Regions from separate parts of the Mus musculus genome. Here regions 1, 2, 3, 4 and 6 are each linked to region 5. A link is a contact called in public ChIA-PET, HiChIP or PLAC-seq and promoter capture Hi-C data. All regions are on one chromosome and are shown on one strand. The core of a region is the stretch at or near the end of the contact, and the rest is flanking DNA. Distances in the headings are between cores, read along the strand shown. Region 1 has its middle 26 kb from the start of Gm51656. Region 2 holds the start of Rnf7 (ring finger protein 7). Region 3 overlaps Gm39409 (a long non-coding RNA gene). Region 4 overlaps Rasa2 (RAS p21 protein activator 2). Region 5 holds the start of Pxylp1 (2-phosphoxylose phosphatase 1). Region 6 has its middle 11 kb from the start of Gm28729.

Region 1 (3,219 bases), core at 425-2,924, 450 kb before region 5:
CCAACCCAACAGAGGTTCTGGGGACTTGGAATCTAGACCCTGAGGTATATTCTAAGACGACCTTTCTCTCTCTCCAAGGAAAGTCATGACGAACTGTCCCCTCAGTTACACACACCTGTAACCCCAACAAGAAGGAGGATCAGAAGTCCAAGGCCAGCCTTGTCCACATAGTGAGTTTGAGGCCAGCCTAAACTACATGAAACCTTGGGTTAGAAAACAAAAACAAACAAACCAAAACCACAAATAAACGAATGGGCCTGTCGTCTGTGCAGTCCTTGGGCTCTTGGTATAGTGGACACAAGACCCATTCCGACTGATTTTTCAGGACTGAATTACATATTGGTCCTAAAGGGCAGATGAGGAATTTGAAGGGCCCTCCGGGAGGTATTTCCCTGAGGAGACTGGAGACAGAGGTGCATGCCAAACACCCACATTCCATCAGTCTCCAGCTGAAAAAATTAATTGCCTGCCCTTTATGCCATTTGTCTTCGGCATGTGAACTGCAGTCTCAGAGTGGGAGGGGAGGAGAGAACGGCAGGCAGCTTAGAGCGGGGGTTCAACCACGCTGATCTCTTGGCTGCTCCTTTAACTCCTGTGGTGACGGATCGGATCGGAGCATTAGTCTCTGGCATCAAAACAGTCTCTCGGTCCATGTGACCAGCACTGCCGTTGCCGCACTGTAAAGCCCACAAGAATCGGCAGCCCACAGACCCATCAGTGGAAGCTTTGTGTTTGCTTCGTGTGGGTTTGCTGGTGGCCTTTGGCATAGCCACACGTTCAACACCTGCTGGAGCAAAACAAACCATGCCCAGCATTGCTGTCGCATCTTGGCCTGTCCCTGTCCTGAGACTATGGATTAGGACACTGACAAGGTCTGCCCACTCCCTCACCGCTCACACCCGGGAGTACAAAGTCTCTGCGTTCATCATGCTCAGGGGATTGCTTAGACCCACCTGTCACTTACTGGTGACCTTGAAGGCGGACAGACCGGGATTCGGACCCCGATCCTCCAGGAACCTGACATCTATTGCCATTGCCTTGACCCATGGGATAAAGGTGGCACCAGTCCCAGTGTGGCCCTGCACAGCAGCGGGCTGTGACCTTGGCTGAGATAATAGCGGGGACAGGGCATCTCCATGGAACAAGGGTTCCTATCTTAACAGTTTTTAAGGCCTACGCTGCAGGTCCTTCAATGCCAAGGTCACGAGTCAACGGGTAGAAATCTCGACATCTCATCCCTTGATCTAGAGCAATGCCCTCGTGGGGCTCCTGGCTGGGGACAGGCAAGGCGGACAGCGTTGCCATCAAGCGGCAGGTCGAGCCAGAAGCTACCCTCAGCTCTTCACAAAGCAGATCCAGTCTGCGGCCGCAATCCAAACACCGAAGGGAATCAGAACGTACGTCTTTTGTTTGCCGTGGCAGGAGAACTGTTGAGCAGAGGAAAAAACAAGCTGAGCTTAGCGCTATCAGCTGCTTCCTGGGGCTCGCTCCTTCCTTCCTCCGAGGGGGGTCTGGCCGCTTTGTTCTCGTTCCCAGCTGCACTTCTGCGCCTTTAAGCAGTGGCCTCCGCAGACCTCAGAGGAATGTAGCCCTGGGACCCCAGGGGACTTGGCTCAGGGCTCCGCCCGATACGGCCCCAAGCTCTCAACCCGGGTGCTCCTGCCCTTGCTACGTATCGCTCTTTCTGCCAGCCACTTCCTGGCTTGGGGAACAGGGGGGTGAGCCTCCCCAGAGGGGCTTCCTGTTTTCTTTGACAATCCTGAGAGGACGTGGTTTCATAGAATCCCACGAAGAGTCCACAAAAGGGTGTCCGTAATACTACTTCGATTGTCTGGGGGGAGAATGTGTCTCTCCTGGCATCCGTTTGTCCTGGTTCAGTTCCTAGCTCTAGAGGTTTCTAGCCAGTCACACCCCCAGCCAGCTGCTCAACCCCTCTGAGGCTGAAGCTACCTAGGGAAGATTAAAGCGCCAACAGTGTCTTGGATGCCTTCCCAAATCTTGGCCCACGGGGGGCCCTCAACAGGTGTTAGCCAATTGTCACTATGCCTGGGTTTTGATTACTTCAGTGACACAAGAAAACCAAACAGAACCCTTTAAGACTGATTATGTTGAAGAAGAGGGTGTGGCATAGCCTAGCTAGGCAGCTGGGCTTTCACTCGAGAGCGTTCCTCAGTGTTTTCATGATCTGTGGATCAACACTGCCCCTCCCCTCTCTCCCTCCCTCCTCTCTAGTCCTCCACCCCACCCCCATCCCACGAGGATGTTACAGATTTCTGACTGTGCCTCTAATTCAGCTGAATAAAACTGAAGTGGGACCCCACGTGCTTGCATTTCCTGGCTGAGAGGAGGTAAGACAACTGTAGGTGCCCAGATTCAGCCCGAACATTAGGCAAACTGCATTCACTTAGCTCAGACCTGGAGGCTCACGGTCTCAGAGATGCAACTGCAGGGACCACTGGCCAAAAGAGCAGTGGGAACTGTGGCCATGGGGCTGTCATTGACTGCTTTTTCTTTTTGTTTGTCTTGAGACCTTGTTTCCGGTAGTCCAGACTTGCTTCAAATCTAAAAATGTAGCCAAGAATGAACTTGAACTTTGGTATTCCCGTCTTATTCCCTAAGAGCTGGGATCACAGGTGTGCCCACCATACCCAGTCTGGGAATAGAACCCAAGGCTTTGTGCATCCTAGACATCCACTCTTCCAATGACTCCTGCTTCCCTCTCTTTCTTTTTGAAACAGGAGCTCACTAAGTAGCCCAGGCTGGCCTGGAACTTGTAATTCTCCGGTCTCAGACTCCCAAATTGGGAGGGGGCTATACACTTATCACTTGAGCCCCCTCCCCTTTTCCTTCTTTCCTTTTTATGATTTTTTTTTGTTTTTGTTTTTGCTTTTGTTTTGTTTTGACAGGGTTTCTCTGTGTAGTCCTGGCTGTCTTGGAACATGCTCTGTAGACTAGCAGGCTGGCTTTGAACTCTAGAGATCCACCTGACTCTGCCTCCTGAGTGCTGGGATTAAAGGTGTGTGCCACCATATCCGGCTGCCCTGTTTCTTAATCATCTCATCAGCCTGACTAGACAGATAGGCATTATTGACCAGGCTTAGAGAAGGTGTTTAAACTACCGGTGCCACTGCAGGACTGTGATCATCAGGAAGACACTCTGATGGGTTCTGAGTGGGGAGACTGGCTGGATGTCAGCCCAGTCCCTGTCCCATAGCCTGG
Region 2 (3,650 bases), core at 823-3,322, 410 kb before region 5:
CAAACTTAACTATATATATTTAAAAGCCAATCTCAGCCGGGTGTGGTGGTGTACGCCTTTAATCCCAGTGCCTGGGAGGCAGAGGCAGGTGGATTTCTGAGTTCGAGGCCAGCCTGGTCTACACAGAGAAACCCTGTCTCGAAAAACAAACAAACAAAAAGCCAATCTCTGGCCAGATAGACTGCTCAAAAATTAAAGTGCTTGCATGAGTTTAAGCCTTGGGACCCACATGGCAGGAGAAAAGAAGCAACTCCCAATACTCTTCTTCTATGTCACACTCACACTCACACACACACACACACACACACACACACACACACACACACACACACACAGAGTTCTTCTATGTGTCCGCCCCCACCACAACTCTAAGTAAATTTTGTTGTTTTTAAAGACAGGGTTTCTTGTGTAGTACTGGCTATCCTGGAATTTGCTGTTAGATCAGGTTGTCATGGAACTCAAGAGACCCACCTGCCTATGGCTCCCAAGTGCTGGGATTAAAGAATGCACCATTAACAACAGGGTAATAAAATAATGATGATGATGATTTAAAAAAAAAAAGCGGGCGTGGTGGTGGACCCCTTTAATTTCAGCACTCGGGAGGCAGAGGCAGGTGGATTTCTGAGTTGGAGGCCAGCCTGGTCTACAAAGTGAGTTCCAGGACAGCCAGGGCTACACAGAGAAACCCTGTCTCGAAAAAACCAAAACAAACAAAAAAGATTTATTCATTATTTGTTTTTAAGATGGGGTCCCACTACTTAGCCTTGGTTGTGTAGACCAGGCTGGCCTAAGGCGCACAGAGATCTGTTTATCTTTGCTTCTCGAGTACTAAGTTTAAAGATATCACCACACCTGGCCAGAATAAAATTTCTAAGCAAAGCTTGTGCTGCCTCTGCCCCCATGCCTCAGCCTCCCGAGTGCTGGCATTTCAGACATTCGCAACCACACTCAACCCTAAAATGGAAATCACTGCCCAGCTCCTAAGCAAGGATGAGGGGTGGAACAGCTGGATTTTAGTGTTTTAGTCAAATCAGATTCTACATAGAAACTAGTGTCTGGGTCTACAATTAAATGTAAAAAGTAAAGTTTGGGAGCCCTGATGAAGCAAGTCCAAAGACAAAGAATAGACTGTGGAATCTCTTGATGCTACGTTTAAAGTCTCAAAGCCAAGAAACGCGCACATTTTCAAACTGCAGAAATCTATTTCAACTACTCCCCAGTCGCCCTGTAAAGCAACCTCACAGTAATCTAAAATTTTATGTTTATGCTACCTGCATCTGGGTTTGCATACCAAATGTGCCTAATGCCCTCAAGGGCCATAATGGGGTGCTGGAGTTATTGGAACAGGAGTTAGAGGGTGGTGAGTTGCCATGTGGGTGTGGAAAATCGAACCCGGGTTCTCTGTTAAGAACAAGCTTGTGCTCTTAACTGTGGAAACATCTCTCCGGTCACTGAGCCTCATTTCGGTTATGAGACAGAATCCGTATAGTGGCGCAGGCTCGCAATTTCCAGTTTTTGGGAGGTGCGCCCTCCTGGGTTCTAAGCCAACCTCGGCTAAATGGGCAAGCTCTAATCCTGAGGAACGTGAGAGCATCTCAAAGACGAACATCCCAACCCTCAGATCTACGCGAGGGATCCGCTGGGAGATTTGCTGGCCGCAGGGCCGGAGGTTCCCCTCGGGTATCCCGGTCACGCCCCCTCCCCCCCGCCCCCATAGGAACCATCCCGTGTCTGGCGGCCCGGCCCGGCCCAGCACTCGCCGGCTCGGCCCAGCTCGCGGTCCCGGCTTCGCCTGCATCGCTTACCCATCACCTGGACCCTGCAGATGGCACAGGTATCGCACTCAACGTCCCAGCTCCACATGGCTACCGCGTTCCACTTCTTGAGAGAGAACATCTTGTCGCCTCCCGACTTGGAGCCTGCGCTCCCGGAGTGCGAAGAAAGGACGCAGGGTTCCTCGCCGTCCTCCACGTCGGCCATGGCGGCGGCGCAGAACGGCGACGCGGACGTTGGGCGCGGAGGCGGGAGGTACGGTGGCTCAGCGGGGCCACAACACACGCCACGGAGCCTCCCGCAGGCACGGGCGGGCGGGCGGAGCCAGACGGCGATGATTGGATGGCGCGCGCCAGTGACGTCACGAGGGGCTGGGCAAGGCCTGTACAGAGAACCCCAGCGCTTGCTAAAGTGGCCAAAGGCCAGTTGCTGTAGGGCAGGCCCGGGTCAGTAAGCGAGCATTGTCTGGAGTTACATTGTATTAAACTCGGGGGAGTCTCAGAAATCACATCGTCCCTGTCTTCATTTGTCTCCTTTCTCCCAAATGTAAAACTATCAAGAGTAGGGACAGAATTCTCATCACTGTAACCTCCGTATCTTACAAAATGGTTGGCCTTGAATTCAGATTCATTTATTTATTTATTTATTTATTTATTTATTTATTTATTTATTTATTTATTTTTGGTTTTTCGGCAGCCGGGCGTGGTAGCTCACACCTTTAATCCCAGCACTCGGGAGGCAGAGGCAGGCGGATTTCTGAGTTCAAGGCCAGCCTGGTTACAAAGTGCGTTCCAGGACAGCCAGGGCTATACAGAGAAACCCTGTCTCGCAACAAGCAAGCAAGCAAGCAAGCAAGCAAACAAACAAAATATATGTTTTTTTAAACTTTATTTTATGTGCATTGCTGTGAGGTGTCAGATTCCTTGGAAAGGACCTGGAGTTACAGACAGTTGTGATCTGCCATGGAGGTGCTGAGGATTGAACCCCGGTCGTTTGGAAGAACAGACCATGGTTTTAACCACTGAGTCATCCCTCCAGACACTACATTTGTTTGTTTGTTTGTTTGTTTGTTATTGTTCTCAGGTGACAGAGAATAGGTAAGCAGAAGGGCAAGAACGCAATGCTTAAGCAAATGTGTGCTGGGGAGAAAGCAGAGTGAGCCAGCCAGGGAAGGGCCAGGCAGTGGGCCCCTGGGACTGTGGTTAGGTCCCTCCCACCAGGCTTTGTCTCAGATCACTTGGCCAGCATTGAAGGAAAGCTTGGATGAAAAAGCAAAACAAATGTTCCTGCCTCGTGCTCAGCTCACGTCCACCGCCATCCTTCAGGCTACTCTTACCAACGGGGGTGGTGGTGTCCATCCTTACCGGTTAAGCCAATTAGAAGTATATGGGGCAGTGGCCGTGCACACCTTACTCTGAGCACTTGGGAGACAGCAGCAGGTGGATCCTTGTGAGTTATAAGGCCAGCCTGGTCTACAAATCAAGTTTCGGGCAACCAAGGCTACACAGAGAAGCCTTGTCTCGAAAAACAAAAACAAACAAAAAAGTACGAGTCCTTTATTCGTGCAGGACCAAATTCCGGCGCATGCCTCAGAGTCTCTTGGTGTCGCAGCTCAGGGATACGGTGTTTCTAAAGGCAAACCCCACAAAGACCACAACTCACATGAAAGTCAGATGACAGAACAATCTTGAAACGTTCATTTCTGACAGAACATGGTGATTTTTTTTTCCAGACGTAACATGAAAGTTACTTTTGACTTGTGCCTTCTTCAGTTATTTTAGTTTACATTAATTATTTTGGTTTATACATCGGGACCATGGTCCAGGCCACAGAAGTCCCAAATGTGCTGGGAGGGTAGATGTGGGCATGGAGGTGGG
Region 3 (3,672 bases), core at 862-3,361, 500 kb before region 5:
TTGGGAATAGTCATTTAGTTACTAAACACAATAAGACAGTAAATGAAACCTTTGGTACCACCAAGGTCAGGAAGGAGGAATCCTTCCTTTCTGTAGAGGGCTTGAGCTCTAGAGCTGTAGCTGGATTAAAGCTCTGTAGGCTGGTAGGAGTTTGGGTATTTTGAGACAGTCTGCTCTGTAGACCAGTGTGGTGGTTTGAATGAGAATCACGCCATTGGCTCAGAGACCGCAAAGCTTGGTCTGGTGCTGTTGGAGTAGGTTTAGGGAGTGGGGCCTTGCAGGAAGATGCATCACTGGGGTGTAGGCTTTGAGGGTTCAAAGCCCCACATCATTCCTGGTTCACCCTCTGCTTCATGCTTTGGATCAGAATGTGAGCCCTCAGCTTCCAGTCCTGTCTACCATGTCTGCTGCCTATGGTCATGATGTCCCTGCCATTGTAGATCCCAACCTTATGGAACCAGAGCCTGAGTAAAATCTTTTTTCTTTTTAATAAGTGGCCTTGGTGTTTTGTCACAGTCACCATTAGAAAAGTCACTGATATAATCAGGTTGGCCCAGAACTCACTACGTCGTAGCCCATGGCAGTCTTGGGCTTGCAATCCGTCCAACTCCTCAATTTTCTAAGTGATGAATGGGATCACAGAAGTGTGCCACCGCACCCAGATGAAGTTTATTGTTTGAAGGTGAAAGGATAGCACCCAGCCCAAGGGGCTGTACCTGCAGGAGAGGGCAGAGACCTATTTAGGACTTTGGCCAGGTGGTGGTGGCACATACCTTTAATCCCAGCACTCAGGAGGCAGAGGCAAGTAGATCTCCGTGAGGTCGAGGCCAAACTGGTCTGCATAGTGAGTTCCAGGACAGCCAGGGCTATGGAGTAAAACTCTGTTTTGAAAAACAAACAAGGGCTGAAGAGACGGCTCAGTGGTTAAGAGCACTGACTGCTCTTCCAAAGGTCCTGAGTTCAATTCCCAGCAACCACATGGTGGTTCACAACCATCTGTAAAGGGATCTGATGCCCTCTTCTGGTGTGTCTCGAAACAGCTACAATGTACTTATATAAATAAAATAAATCTTTAAAAGAAGAACTGAGCAGTGGTGGCACATGCCTTTAATCCCAGCACTTGGGAGGCAGAGGCAGGTGGATTTCTGAGTTCGAGTCCAGCCTGGTCTACAGAGTGAGTTCCAGGAAAGCTAGGGCTATACAGAGAAACGCTGTCTCGAAAAACATGAAGAAGAAGAAGAAGAAGAAGAAGAAGAAGAAGAAGAAGAAGAAGAAGAAGAAGAAGAAGAAGAAGAAGAAGAAGAAGAAAAGAAGAAATAAAACTTTGAATAGTGGCTCAAGGCTGGATGAGGTGGGCTCTTGAACTTCAGGCTAAACAGTAAAATGGGACTTTGTAAATAAGAACTACTGCTTTCTCAGAAAAGGAGGAGGAGGAAGCGATTAATGCCAGCTTCTTATTCCTCTTTTTTTTTTCCCCTTTTGAGGCACACACACTCCAGGATAGCCTCAAAAACAAACAAAAACAAATAAACAAAAACACAACCAAACAACCAAAAAGCAAAAAACAAATCAAACCAACAAAAGCCCCCACTATGTAGCGAAGGATGAGAAACTGCTCCCTCCTCCTCCATATCCAATTATGGGGTTATGGGCATATAATAAGTGTTTGACTTGCTTTGCTTTTTGAGACAGTCTTGCTCTGTACGCCAGGCTGTCCAGGACTTCACTTCGTTAATCCTCCTGCCTCTACCTCCCTGCCAAGTTCTTAAATTTAAGTTCAAATTAAGTAAGTGCCCAGGCTCCGGAAACCTGTCTTCTTATGTTCTAAGTCAGTGATGATGAATATACCAGGATTATACTGAAATAATATTGAACCATAAAAGCCACAGAAAAGCAGTTTGCTTCTATCTGCGTTAGACTCACAAGCCCAATGATACCCAGAGCCACTGGAGGCTGTGGCTTCTTCTTAGTTGAGCAACTGGGTACTATTTGGGACAAATCACTGGTCACACAAGTTCCATCATAAGATGAGAAAGAAGAGGAAGCAGTGTTTAGTGTCCTTTTGGTTTAGTTTTTAATAACAGGACAGGGTAGGCATTGTGCAAGAACACAGGATATGACATCAAGGAGACCTCTCTGAGCCAGCCCCTGCCAACCTCTCAGAACTATGTGACCTAAGGAGGACCTACCCACTCAAATCAAACCAAACCAACCCACAGCAACACATCTCTCTGTCATCTATAAATAAGAACACCTTCCTGACATGGTTTGAAGGGAATTTACATGGAGGTGCTATGAAGTACCACAGAATGTTAAGACACTTCATGTTCAGAAGATGCCAAGAATTCTTTAGACTCCATTCTCACTTCTTTTTTAAGTGGGAGATGCTGAGCAATCCTACCCTGCCCTTCTGTTTGTCAGATCTCTCAGCATACTAGACTTGATGGATAACGGAAACACTTAAATCATCACGAAGGGTCAAATACCCCGATTGGCAACCTAGTAACTCACTTATAAGAGATTTTAATTTTTAAAATATCTTTGTATTAATTCTTTGAAAATCTCATGCAATATATTTTTAAAGATTTATTTTATGTATATTGTATATGAGTGCTCTATCTCTGTGTATAACCTACATCCAAGAAGAAGGCATCAGATCCCATGACAGATGGTTGGGAGCCACGATGTGGTTGCTGGGAATTGAACTCAGGACCTCTAAAAGAGCAGCCAGTGCTCTTAACATGTGAGCCATCTCTCCAGCCCCCAATACAATATCATATCATAATAATCATATTTATTCATCTCCATTCCTCACCCTAACTCTTCCCAGTTCTACCCCACCTCCACTCCCAACGCCATGTCCCCATTTTTGTTTGCTTTGTTTTCTCTCTTTTTTTTTTCTAAACAACCCACGGTGTTCTATTTGTGCTGCCCATATACTCCTGGATGTGTGGCTACCCACTGGAGCATAATCAACCTATGGGGGTCACACTCTTAAAGAAAACAGACTTTCCCTCTCCCAGAAGCCATCAACCGTCCATAGCTCCTCAGTGTGGGTGGTGCCACTTGTGAACCATTTTCCACTCCACGCTAGAATCTCTCCACTGGCTTGATCTAGCATAGGCAACAAGGCTGCCATGGTCCAAGACTGCAGCAGTCCTGCTTGTTCAGAAGATACCGTTTCATCTGGTCCTTCCTGACCTCTAATTCTAACAGTCTCCTTCCTCAGTGCTGGCATGTGTGTGATACAGATGTCCCAATTGAGACTGAACTCAAGTCCGCTGACTCACTCTTTCCACTCTGACCACTTAGGAGTTCCCTTGCTAACCTTCCTGTACTGTACAAAGCAACGCCTCAGATGAGGTCTGAGTGCTGCCCTAGTCCACGAACAGAGAAAGATGAAATTATACTATGTCCATATAGTAGAAAATAGTGTGTGCTTCTTCCTGTAGTCAGGACTTACATCCAACCAGAAAGTGGTTGGATGCCCCCTGTAATATTTGTGCCACTGTGTGCCTATGGGCACATCTTACTGCACTGTCATTATTGTAATTCATAGAGTTCACAGCTAGGTAAGACTTGATGTCTTTCCCTCACAATGGCCTACACAGAATCTCCCAGTACAGCGAGCAGGGAAGGAGCTTCCTGGTCCATACCAACTTGATTTCTCCA
Region 4 (3,685 bases), core at 652-3,151, 280 kb before region 5:
CTTACATAGGTACTGGGGATGTAACACTTGACCTCCTATTTGTGCAGCAAGTACTTTACCAAGAAAGCCATCGACCTCTCTAGCTTCAACTTGTGTGAACTTTGAGCTAATATGTTCTCTGGAGAAGTAAAAATGATGTGCTTTGAGGAAAGCTCAAACAAATAGGCACTATTTAGCCTAGAGAGCACATTGAACGCTTATAATAGTTGTTTTCAAACATTTAATGCTGTCACATAAAAGATGGACTAAAATTGTTCCCCAGAAATCTAAGGGACAGAGCTAGGACAACTAAGAAAAACTACTTCCTAAGGCAATGAAAGGCCACATGAGAGAGCAAGCACTTCACTGGGGTCACTCTTAGAGACATGAGTGAACAGAACCCAGAACTGAGCAAGCGCTGGGCACGTGACTGGATGTCACTTTAATAATCACTAACCAATTAAACATAAGCACTTTCTGAGTCAGAAGAGTTCAAAGACCAAGCAGCCTACTTAGGAGGTGTGAACTTCTTGGTGACTGAACCATTATGAAGTAGATGCCCCATGACCACTTCCCAGAACTACTGCTAAGGAGATCAATGTTGTCAGTGCAGCTTACTGACATTCAAGGCCTCTTTAAATGCTTACATTCTATAAATCTAAAAAATAAATTCATAATAGAATACAAAACCTTTAAATAAAAAATATTAGCTTCAATATCAAGAAACTCAATTTGTTGATAAAAATCTGGAAAATACATAAAACCATGAATATACATCAAATGAATAATTTCTAATTTTTCTACCAACCTTAAAGACTTTTCAACAACCTGGGTGCGATAAACTTCTTCCTGGTCCAAATTTATAGTGCAGAAACAATCGCGCATTTTGTTGGGTCCAAGATATGGCAATAAATTTTTTGCTTCATCTGTTGACACAAAAGTTTAAATTGATGTTAAATTTTTTATTTACATCACCCAAAGCTTATAAATGAATTCAGTCTGGAAGAAGGCATAATATGGAGTACAGGGAAAAAAAGCAACTTGTGCTCAGAGAGGTCAGGGGGTCTAAAGGAGACTAGTGAAGACTGGGGGATGAGCTAAAAGGTGGTGAACTTTCCTGAGAAGTCTATAAAAATGAGTATTTTTTATTACAAGAAAAAACCTAAGTGTTTAAAAGTAAAAAGACCAGAGGAGCTATGTATAGACACATCACTGCATCCTTCCTCTATGAAAGGGCAGTTTCTCTCCCTCCTGTCTCACCAGAACCATCTCAAGAATTTTCCTGCAATGAATCTCTCCTGAGTCAGCATTAATTTCCCTTCTACCGTTTGCTCTCAGCAGCATATAAACAACACTCCACAATTAAGACAAACAAAAGCAGCAGACCGTTATCCTCGGTCCGGCTTCTCTCCCGTGCCACACCTCCACTTCCAGACTCCTCTGTCAAAGGAGAATTTCTTCTAAGTACTGCCCCTCACTTGCTCACTTCCCATTCACGCTGTGATCCTCTCTAATCAGCTTCCGGTTCCAAAGTGACAATGAAACTGCTTAGTCAAGGCCACCAATGTCAAAGGATGTTGGCTCACCCATGTCCAATGTATTCTTACTACATCCACACCTTTGCAGCATCTAACAGAGTGGACATGTAACAAGCTCCCTGTTCCTGGATTCCACAGCACACGGTTTCTGGCCTTTCTCCTATGTCTTCCACTCATCTCCTCATCGAAATGCTGTAACTGCCTCAGGGCTCTGTTCTAGACCATCCCTTCCTTTTTCTATAAACTACTGCAGTACACACTGTTAATGCTAGGAGCTCCCAGTTCTGTGTTTGCAGGCCTGACCTTCCCTCATTCATACCACTAGATATCTGGCAGGTATCTCATATTTAGCAAGTCCCCAAAACCAATCTTATTTCCTCTTCTATAAGCTCTTCCCTTGGTCTACCACCACTTCCTTCTCACTTATCGTCTTCCTGCCTCTCCCTCACACAATCCAGCTCATTAGCACATCCAGAAGATCTTCAAAAAGACAACATCTAAAACCCAGCTACGTCTCCCCTTCACTAGAATCACCCAAACAGGATCACTGCAGAGGAGCATGGCAGTATCTTCTGTTTCTGCTACTCTTCACCAACCTGTTCTTCACCAGGAGATGTGATCTTTTCTCTCCTTTCCCATGCTGGGGATCAGACCCAAGCCGTCTGCATGAATGCAGAGTAGACGAATGCTCTATTGCTGAGCCATAATCCAGACCAAGCATGATCTTCTCATAAGATTGAACTCAGTCACTTCTCAGCTCATCCCACTTGTCTGAGAATAAAGTCTAATCTCTAAATCACACTCTGCATGACCCTAAGTATCCCTTCTGACTCCTTCTTTTGTTCTTCCCTTGGTTCACTTTTCTCCATTCATCAGCCATGTCAAGTTTATTATCAAGTTTATTTCTTCCCGGATCTCTCTACTCTTTACACGGCTGGGACATTCTTATCATTCAGTCCTGACCTCAAATGACACTTGACCTTTTCCCTAATTAGTCTTAGGTTTGGTTTCCTTGAGAGAATTTGTAATGGGCTGAACTTCTGTTAAGGGTTTCTGCAGCTCCTGTACAAGGTCTGAGAACTTGCTAATGCCCAAGATCTAAAACAGGAAAACTCTGGTGATATGTTTGTTGAAGGAATAAAGAACCCAGCAAGTCAAGCTTTGAAGGTCTCATGAGCTATTTGTGTACCAAAAGGACGACACCCAAGTGTCTACTTGATGTGTATACTGAAATCCCATACCAATGTACAAATCTAAGACAGTGAGGAAGGGGCCAGTAAGAAGCCTAAGTGGGTGGGAACATTTGTGTGCAATCCTGACTAGCTGGAAGCTGGAGTGCACATAATGTTTCCAGTGTTTCTACAGTAAGACGATGGGAGGTGACACAGGAGACCCACCCAGAAGCTCTGGCGTCAACAAGATAAAACCTGCAGCCAGGTAGTAGTGGTACATGCCTTTAATCCCAGCACTCAGGAGACAAAGACAGGTAGATCTCTGTGAGACTGAGGCCAGGCTGGTCTACAGAGTGAGTTCCAAGACAACCAAAGCTATTCAGAGAAACTATCTTAAGGGAAAACAAAACAACAAAACAAAACAAACAGGGAGAGAGAAACCACATTTCAAAAACAAAATGAACTGGCTGGAATGGTGGTCATGCCTGTGATACCAGCCACTGGAGTCAGAGGCAGGAGGATCCCTGTGAGTTTGAGGTTCTCTCCCCTGTCCCTCCTCTCTCCCTACATAGGACCTTGCTTAACAATTCTATTTTCACTGCTGTCAAACTTCTTCAGAATTTCCTTTGCCTCTGAATAACACAATGGATTTGTTTTAAAACCAAAGTTTATAGAGTCCATAATACACCACCTAGTTACATACATACATACATACATACATATATATATATATATATATATATATATACATACATACACATATGACTACAATAAATACGCTCCATATGTAAAAGAGAGTTTAGAAAATTAAATCATTACCCTAGGACGTGTCCCTGTTTTATTCATGCTAAGCACTGGTTAGAAAATAATGGGGCATAATGTGTAAATAATCTACCAGTCCCACCCCACAAGAGAGAAACAAGGGTTACTTTGTCTGTAGAATTTAATGAAACTGAATTGCCAGATATTTACTTAAAATAATCAAAGGCCAAGTCT
Region 5 (3,272 bases), core at 685-3,184:
TGAAAATACTACAGCCCAGTGGAAGGCATGGGTTGTGGGCTCAAGACAGATACATGAAGTTTGCTTTGTTTTTGTTTTTGTTTTTGTTTTTAAATAAACATTGAGTAACAGGCAGGGGCACCTGGCCAGGTCCTAAAGGTCACCCCAGCCCTGCAGGTATTCAATCCTAGCCAGAAGGACTCCTGAGAGCAGCCTATCACTGTGAGGACAGGAAGATTCATACAGGAAATTGAGAACACTCAGAAGGGCCCTACTGAGCCCCACTGTGTTCTTGGCTAATTACTTATCTATTCAATAGAAAAGGAATATTGAACTAATCACTACCAGAGCCATCAAAGAGAAACCACAGAGACAGGGCAGTCCTACAGCCCAGAGTGCTGTGCTCCAGGCGGTCCACGCTGCCACGGGTTCCCATCTGCAGCCTCCCAAGGTATCTGTGAGGGCAGGCTGGCCCAGAGCCAATCCTAAAAGAGAAATACCCTTTATATGTTCTTTCTCTGACTAGGCAATTAATTTAATCTAAGATTTAATGAAAGACCCCAGAAGGGAAGGGGTGAACGCACACGCTGGGCTGTCACCATGCCATCTCCACTTCTCTCCGGGGACCATGAGGCTTTCCAAGCCATCTGCTTTAAATCCTCTTCCCACAGATGTCACCACAGGGCACCAACACCTCTGAGGAGGGGGCTGGTGCCAAGCCCGACCGACAGTTCCAGAGGGTAGGCTGGGCTCATCACTGTCTAGTCCATAGTCAGGGTCCAGCCTGGGACTTGCCGCAAAGAGCAACAAATGTCCCTAAGCCATGGAACTCTCCCAGAGCCCCTCCTTGATCACTCACTCATCCCACATTTCCCTATCCACACCAGATCTGATCCAGATTCCTAACTGGTTTTTACCTGTTGAATGTTTAGGAAGCATCCTTGCCTTTCCACAAAGACACGGGCCCACCCTAGAGGGGACAGTTACGTTCCCAGAGCTGTGGTGAGAGAGTGGGGATGTGGCTCCATTTCCCCAGCATAGCTAAATCTTCCCCGATCCACAGGTACTACTGACAGCCAGTCACAGCAGCAAAGAAAACCTGCTCCATATTTGTGGGTAGCAAAGCCGGCTTCTTTTTAAGAAATCGCAACCTATCCAAGTTCACCAAGCAAAAGCAAGCAAAGAAGTAACCACACTGTCCTAAACAGAACACTGAGCAAGCATAACCTGCACGCGTGAAGTGGCCCTGGGCTGGGCCCAGGGTTCCTGCGCCGCAGGCAGCAGGTAGCTGGCGAAGCACCAGCCCCACCCCCGGGGCAGGCCCTGAAGTTGCAGCCCCTTTTTACCTGGACACTGCAGCTATGGGACAGCCGGGAGAAGGGGGACCCCGGAGCTCAGATTCCCGCTGAGTCGTTCAGCAGGAGCGCCTAGGCAGAATGGGACCCCGCTGGGGTGGCGGCGGGGACCGTAGGAGCAGAGCTGGGAGGGAGAGGCGAGCGGCAGGCAACCAGGAGGAGGTAGGCGTGGGAGGGCTTGAGGGAGAAAAGGGGGTGTGCGGGCAGGCTTCTAGGGTGCAGGGCTGAGAAAGGGGAGACGGATCGGAGGGCAGGGACCCCTCTCCAACGCGGGGAGGGTATGGGGAGAGGTGGCAACTGGGGAGCGCGTAGATAAGGGAAAGAGCTTGGTGGCAGGGCTCACACCCGCTGCTTGGAAGCCCGCCCCTGCCTCCGGATCTTGGCATCGCGGACACCTCTCCGGGGTCGCCCCCCAAGACCCTAGACACAAGCCCGCCTTGCGAGAAGCCTCACAACCGCTGGGACCCGGCGCGCACCACACTCACCGCCTACGGTCCCGGCCTCCGTCGCTGTGCGTAGGGATCTCCACCCGCAGCCAGCTCCTCCTGGCGGGAGTGCAGGCGGCGGTGGCGCGCGCAGGCCGCCAAACTCGGGGTTCCGCAGCGCCCCCTACCGGGACCGCCGGGTCCCTGCCCGGCCCGACGCGCTCAGGGCGCCCTGGAGCTCCGCCCCGCAGGCGGCCGTGCGGGACCAGCAGGCTGCGGCGACCCGCATCCCGGGCCTTGGAGGCACACATGGCCTGGAGTGTCCAAACAGTCATCCAGACAGGCTCCGGTCGCGCCGTCCGGGTCCGGGAAAGCGCGCGCACTCGGAGCGCACAGGGCCTATGCTCCTCCCTATGCCGGACTTAGGACCCGGGAGGGTGCCATGGCCCCAGGACACTGCCCTGGACCCGTCCCAGCCTTGGCTAGGGTGCTTTGTGACTGCGTGCCTAACTCCGCGCCGCGGATCTAGCTGCGGATGTGGGTCCTGCGGTGCCTCGTGGACTCAAAACTGGCATATCCTAGCCACCGTGCCACCTCCACCCAAGCGCCTGTCCCGCGCTTCTCTTCCGGCGCGGGCCACATCCGGCCTGTGTCTACTCTAGACCTGGCAGTAGTTTTGTCCCTAAAGGCCTGCAGGCATCCACCCTTGAGAGGTCGTGGCTGTGTCACGGGGGCGTTTCTGCATGACCCCAGGGCTGCCAGCCAAAGACCCGCGCAGCACTCGTTCTATAAAGCTGTGTTTGTGGGTCTTTTGTTGTTGTTGTTTCAAATGCTGTAAAAAAGGATCTCACCAACCACAATTGTGAGATTGCCTTTGTTGTCAGTTCTGGGACTACAGTGACACCCTTGTGCCTCTCTCAACTGCAAAAGAGGTGCGGTTTTGAGGGTAGCGCATCACTTGATTTTCCCTAACTCATTCGATAGTGACTAAATCAAAACACTTTATATTTTATCCATATTTTTACCTCCAATTTCTCCCCTCAAATCAGCTAGATTCTACTTCCCTAGCCTGCATTCCATTTACCCCCATGGTCCAGCCATCTGGAATGCCTTCTCTGTTCAATGCCTTGATGGCCAGCTGGCACTTGCCTGAGGACACTAGTTACTATCCCTCTCACCCAATTACCCAGGCTCAACACCACCTTCAGCCTGCTTATCCCTTCAGTACTAGCGACAGCTTTCTCCAATACGTGAGCATGAAATCTCACTCCCCGTTAAATTCCTACTTGGGCTGGCCCTCAAGGACCACCACAGTCCAGGCATCCTATCCAACACAGACTCTTCCTTCTCGCCACGGACTCTTGACAGTTCTGCTCTAATTCCAAGTTCCACTCCTTCACAAGTCACACAGGCTGCAGATGACAGACAACTCCATCCACACTAGCCCAAAGCAAAATACATACATACATACATACATACATACATACATACATACATACATACATACATCAGA
Region 6 (3,455 bases), core at 706-3,205, 350 kb before region 5:
AGGTACAGATGACTGGTGTGCCCAGGGTACAGATGACTGGTGTGCCCAGGTACAGATGACTGGTGTGCCCAGGGTACAGATGACTGGTGTGCCCAGGTACAGATGACTGGTGTGCCCAGGGTACAGATGACTGGTGTGCTCAGGTACAGATGACTGGTGTGCCCAGGTACAGATGACTGGTGTGCCCAGGTACAGATGACTGGTGTGCTCAGGTACAGATGACTGGTGTGCCCAGGGTACAGATGACTGGTGTGCCCAGGGTACAGATGACTGGTGTGCCCAGGGTACAGATGACTGGTGTGCCCAGGGTACAGATGACTGGTGTGCCCAGGGTACAGATGACTGGTGTGCCCAGGGTACAGATGACTGGTGTGCCCAGGGTACAGATGACTGGTGTGCCCAGGGTACAGATGACTGGTGTGCTCAGGTACAGATGACTGACTGGTGTGGTTATCCTCCACACTTCCCATTGGGCCCACTCAAACCTCAGAGGAACACTTCTGGGGCGTGTCATGTCTGATGGTGGCTTTGAGCTGGGCTGTGGGTAAGACTCCTGCGAAGGCTGACCCAGGAACTGCTTTCCCTTAGGGAAAAGCACCTCCCTCTGAGGACGGAGGCACTCACTAGGTGCCATGCGGTTCTCAAGTCTCACACTTGGGCTTCTGCTGTGCAGTTTGCCCAGCATGGAACTTGCCTTTTCTCTAAGGTTTTTGGCATCTTTGTTAACAATCATAGGGTTATAATTGCATGCGTTTACCTTTGAGCCCTCTGTCGCATTGGTGTACACTTGTGCTTTGTGCCAAGCTCCACGCTGGCTTGGAGCCCCAGGCTCCGTCCTACAGCTCAGTTGTAGACAGGGAAATGGGGCGCTGTTTCTGCAGTCCTGCTTCTCCTAGCTTCACACTGCTTTGGCTATTTGGAAACTTCCGTTTACACTTTGGGTTTTTTTTTTTTTTTTTTCTACTTCTGGAAAGAATCTCATTGAAATTCTGAGTATGTGAATTACTTTCAGTAATATGTTCATTTATACAACAGCAATTCTGATCCATGACTATTGGGAGGTTTTTGTTTAGTTTTTTAAATTTTCTAATGTCTTCATCTGACTTAATTTTTTCTTATTGATTTTCCCTTCAGTCCATCTTATTGCTCTGGCCAATGGTGTTTTAAGCACCATTTCTGAAGCAAAAGTAGAAAGCAGACATGTTTACCTCACCCCGATTTCCCCACTTAGTGCATAGCTAGCTATCAGTCTGTTGCATATAGCTGTTCCTCCCCCTCCTCCTCCTCCTCCTTCCTCTTCCTTTCCTTTTTTTTTTTTTTTTTTTTTTTTTTTTTTTTGAGACAGGATTTCTCTGTATAGCCCTGGCTGTCCTGGAACTCACTCTATAGACCAGGCTGGCCTCGAACTCAGAAATCTACCTGCCTCTGCCTCTCAAGTGCTGGGATTAAAGGCGTGCGCCACCACTGTCTGGCTATGATGCAACATTTTAAGGCATGAGCTTTTTAGTCACTGATAGCTTAAAGCTGCTCCTCAAAATGGCAGTGCCGAGGCCAATGTCTGAGATAGGATTTTGGCTGGGTTGAGGCTTAAAGGTGGGTTTCTGCTAACGAGGAACCTCTCTTAATCTTGCCCCCAAAGGTCAACTACCCTGGGTAAGGGACCTAGTTCCCTGTCAACATGAACAGTCTGTATCAGCCCAAGGACCACTCTGTTGACTGGCATATAAAAACCTCTTGCTCTGCCACCATTTTGCTTCTTTGGTTCCCAATGAACCTTTCTTTCTCCCCAGATAGTCCAGTTCAGTGGTTTTACTGCACCTTACATTTGGTGCTGAAACTCTGGATGGAACTAAAACAGTAACCAATGATGTAACTTCAGAGGAAGGGGACAGTGGAGCCTGGCTGCCTGGCAGCAGCGGCAGCAGTGCTGGGGCCTAGACGCGGGGGCGTGGGGAAGCATGGGAGGAGCGTTTGCTGCGGCCCGCCCGGGATGGTCCAAGTCCGGCCTGGCGGGGTCGAGCGGGAGCTGAGGAAAGCACGCGGGCCGGGTCTGCGGGCCAGGTGGCCGGGGGCTGAGGTAGAAGTGGGCACGGAGGAAAGGGCTGGGCGAGGCGGTGGGACGAGCACCCTTTGGTGGCGGCCGCGGCCCCAGGGACGGGTGCGTGGGCGCCCAGCAGCCCAGACTCCTCCCGCATGGGAGTTGCTCTAGATCATAAACCAGCCTTTGAAAAAGGAGAAACCAGAATGGAAAACCGACTATCCTCTAACAGATGGACAACTGTGCAGCAAGAGGGATGAATTCCGGGACACTGCACCAGCTTTTGAAGGCCGGAAAGGAGATCTGGGATGCTTTGAAGGCCACTGCACAGGCTTTTGAAAGCAATGATCATGAATTGGCACAGGCAATCATTGATGGTGCAAACATAACACTACCACACAGTGCCCTGACAGAGTGCTACGATGAGCTGGGCAACCGGTACCCGCTGCCAGTCTATTGCCTGGCACCACCAATCAGCACGGTGGAGGAAGAGAGTGACATGGAGACTCTGGATGTTCCCGAGCCACCTCCCAATTCTGGACACGCATCAGCTCCATCTGAGGCTCTGCCCAGGCAAAGACCTCAAGCTTGTGGTCCGCACACAGACACAGTGTTTCACATGACGGGGCACTTACCTGCCGGAGAGTGTGGTGCCAGGCAACCAGCGGTGGTTCTTCTCTGGCAGGTCTCTCACTGATAGGAGGAAGCCGGAGGAGCTGAAGATCCCTAAGGACTGCGGTGCAGGTTATGTGAGCCAGCCTGTGCAAACCCCACCACCAGTGGAGAACTGAGCTGGGCTAGTCTTCTTCCAAGATCCCTTGGCTCCTTTTTATTGTTACCATTCCCCACTCTAAGGCGTGAAATTTATTTTCACTGCTCTGAATTCCCTATGAATGGATTTAGTTCTGAGGAATTACCAGTGAAAAAAATCCCATCTGTGATGGAGACCAACAAAAATAAGAAAACACACCGAGCCAAAAAAAAGAAAAAAAAAAAGATGGAACTTCAGGTGAAGATGCATATGAAAATTAAGATGAAAGTAATGGTTGGTTATTTAAGAATATCAAATCACCCAAAAGACTCACTGCGAGGAAAGCTTGCAGAGGAGCTTAGTAGCAGGCATGGACGTGGAGTAGAAAGGAACCATAATGGTTTTAGGCATTGTTTATTCTGAATCATGGGAGTTAGAAAGGGAAATTCAAATTATGGCCCCTGCCCTTTAAAGAACGGCATGCTTACTCAGGGTACAGGGCTGGACATGGTGGTGCAGGCTCTCAACACAGCACTAGGAGTGCAGGAGGAGAATCGGGAGTTCAAGGCCAACCTTGAGAATTAAAACAACAAACAAAACAAAAAACGGAAACCACTCACCCACCAATCCCTGCCCTGCTAATAAACTGTCAGAAAGAATACTGGT

What was found. Promoter capture Hi-C pulls out the DNA fragments that hold promoters and counts their contacts. ChIA-PET counts read pairs in DNA pulled down with a chosen protein or histone mark. HiChIP or PLAC-seq counts read pairs in DNA pulled down with a chosen protein or histone mark.
Region 1: a contact with region 5 is called in an RNA polymerase II ChIA-PET map of memory CD8 T cells, with 22 read pairs. The contact joins the enhancer-like site here to the promoter of Pxylp1 in region 5. A contact is called at or near these places in 3 of 39 promoter capture datasets (embryonic stem cells, hippocampal neurons and pre-B cells), 1 of 484 Hi-C or Micro-C datasets (CD8 T cells) and 3 of 115 datasets of contacts at active chromatin or transcription factors (embryonic stem cells, memory CD8 T cells and pancreatic cancer cells).
Region 2: a contact with region 5 is called in a promoter capture Hi-C map of neutrophils, with 4 times the contacts expected there. The contact joins the promoter of Rnf7 here to the promoter of Pxylp1 in region 5. A contact is called at or near these places in 7 of 39 promoter capture datasets (embryonic stem cells, frontonasal cranial neural crest, hippocampal neurons and 3 more), 1 of 115 datasets of contacts at active chromatin or transcription factors (embryonic stem cells) and 1 of 9 other capture datasets (adipose tissue).
Region 3: a contact with region 5 is called in an RNA polymerase II ChIA-PET map of memory CD8 T cells, with 22 read pairs. The contact joins the enhancer-like site here to the promoter of Pxylp1 in region 5. A contact is called at or near these places in 1 of 39 promoter capture datasets (neutrophils), 2 of 484 Hi-C or Micro-C datasets (CD4 T cells and CD8 T cells) and 1 of 115 datasets of contacts at active chromatin or transcription factors (memory CD8 T cells).
Region 4: a contact with region 5 is called in a promoter capture Hi-C map of neutrophils, with 2.4 times the contacts expected there. The contact joins the enhancer-like site here to the promoter of Pxylp1 in region 5. A contact is called at or near these places in 5 of 39 promoter capture datasets (the 3T3-L1 cell line, embryonic stem cells, hippocampal neurons and 1 more), 1 of 484 Hi-C or Micro-C datasets (hematopoietic stem and progenitor cells), 3 of 115 datasets of contacts at active chromatin or transcription factors (all in embryonic stem cells) and 1 of 9 other capture datasets (embryonic stem cells).
Region 6: a contact with region 5 is called in an H3K4me3 HiChIP or PLAC-seq map of bone marrow-derived macrophages, with 4 times the contacts expected there. The contact joins the enhancer-like site here to the promoter of Pxylp1 in region 5. A contact is called at or near these places in 14 of 39 promoter capture datasets (the 3T3-L1 cell line, 3T3-L1-derived adipocytes, the HPC-7 cell line and 9 more), 1 of 484 Hi-C or Micro-C datasets (embryonic stem cells), 8 of 115 datasets of contacts at active chromatin or transcription factors (bone marrow-derived macrophages, embryonic stem cells and large pre-B cells) and 2 of 9 other capture datasets (embryonic stem cells and liver).

What each region holds. Positions count from the first base shown.
Region 1 is chr9:96,436,522-96,439,740 of GRCm38.p6, forward strand. No RefSeq gene overlaps it. Among named protein-coding and RNA genes, the nearest start is that of Gm51656, 26 kb to the right of the region's middle. Within about 2 kb of position 1,675, at least 283 of the 459 cell types and tissues checked have an H3K27ac peak or open chromatin away from gene starts, as enhancers often do. A contact at or near this core is called in CD8 T cells, memory CD8 T cells and pre-B cells, where this site is marked.
Region 2 is chr9:96,476,603-96,480,252 of GRCm38.p6, forward strand. It overlaps Rnf7 (ring finger protein 7), which reads right to left and starts at 2,073. Exons shown (of 3, transcript NM_011279.3): 1 at 1,806-2,073. The coding sequence starts at 1,980.
Region 3 is chr9:96,390,045-96,393,716 of GRCm38.p6, forward strand. All of the region lies in intron 1 of Gm39409 (a long non-coding RNA gene), which reads right to left. The region is part of intron 1 of Gm40550 (a long non-coding RNA gene); the gene reads left to right. Among named protein-coding and RNA genes, the nearest start is that of Gm39409, 5.0 kb to the right of the region's middle. Within about 2 kb of position 2,112, at least 74 of the 459 cell types and tissues checked have an H3K27ac peak or open chromatin away from gene starts, as enhancers often do. A contact at or near this core is called in CD8 T cells, memory CD8 T cells and neutrophils, where this site is marked.
Region 4 is chr9:96,610,595-96,614,279 of GRCm38.p6, forward strand. It overlaps Rasa2 (RAS p21 protein activator 2), which reads right to left. Exons shown (of 24, transcript NM_053268.2): 2 at 788-905. Among named protein-coding and RNA genes, the nearest start is that of Rasa2, 19 kb to the right of the region's middle. Within about 2 kb of position 1,902, at least 50 of the 459 cell types and tissues checked have an H3K27ac peak or open chromatin away from gene starts, as enhancers often do. A contact at or near this core is called in hematopoietic stem and progenitor cells and neutrophils, where this site is marked.
Region 5 is chr9:96,887,540-96,890,811 of GRCm38.p6, forward strand. It overlaps Pxylp1 (2-phosphoxylose phosphatase 1), which reads right to left and starts at 1,935. Exons shown (of 6, transcript NM_001289647.1): 1 at 1,820-1,935.
Region 6 is chr9:96,535,031-96,538,485 of GRCm38.p6, forward strand. It overlaps the pseudogene Gm8495. Among named protein-coding and RNA genes, the nearest start is that of Gm28729, 11 kb to the left of the region's middle. Within about 2 kb of position 1,956, at least 211 of the 459 cell types and tissues checked have an H3K27ac peak or open chromatin away from gene starts, as enhancers often do. A contact at or near this core is called in bone marrow-derived macrophages, embryonic stem cells, hematopoietic stem and progenitor cells and 3 more, where this site is marked.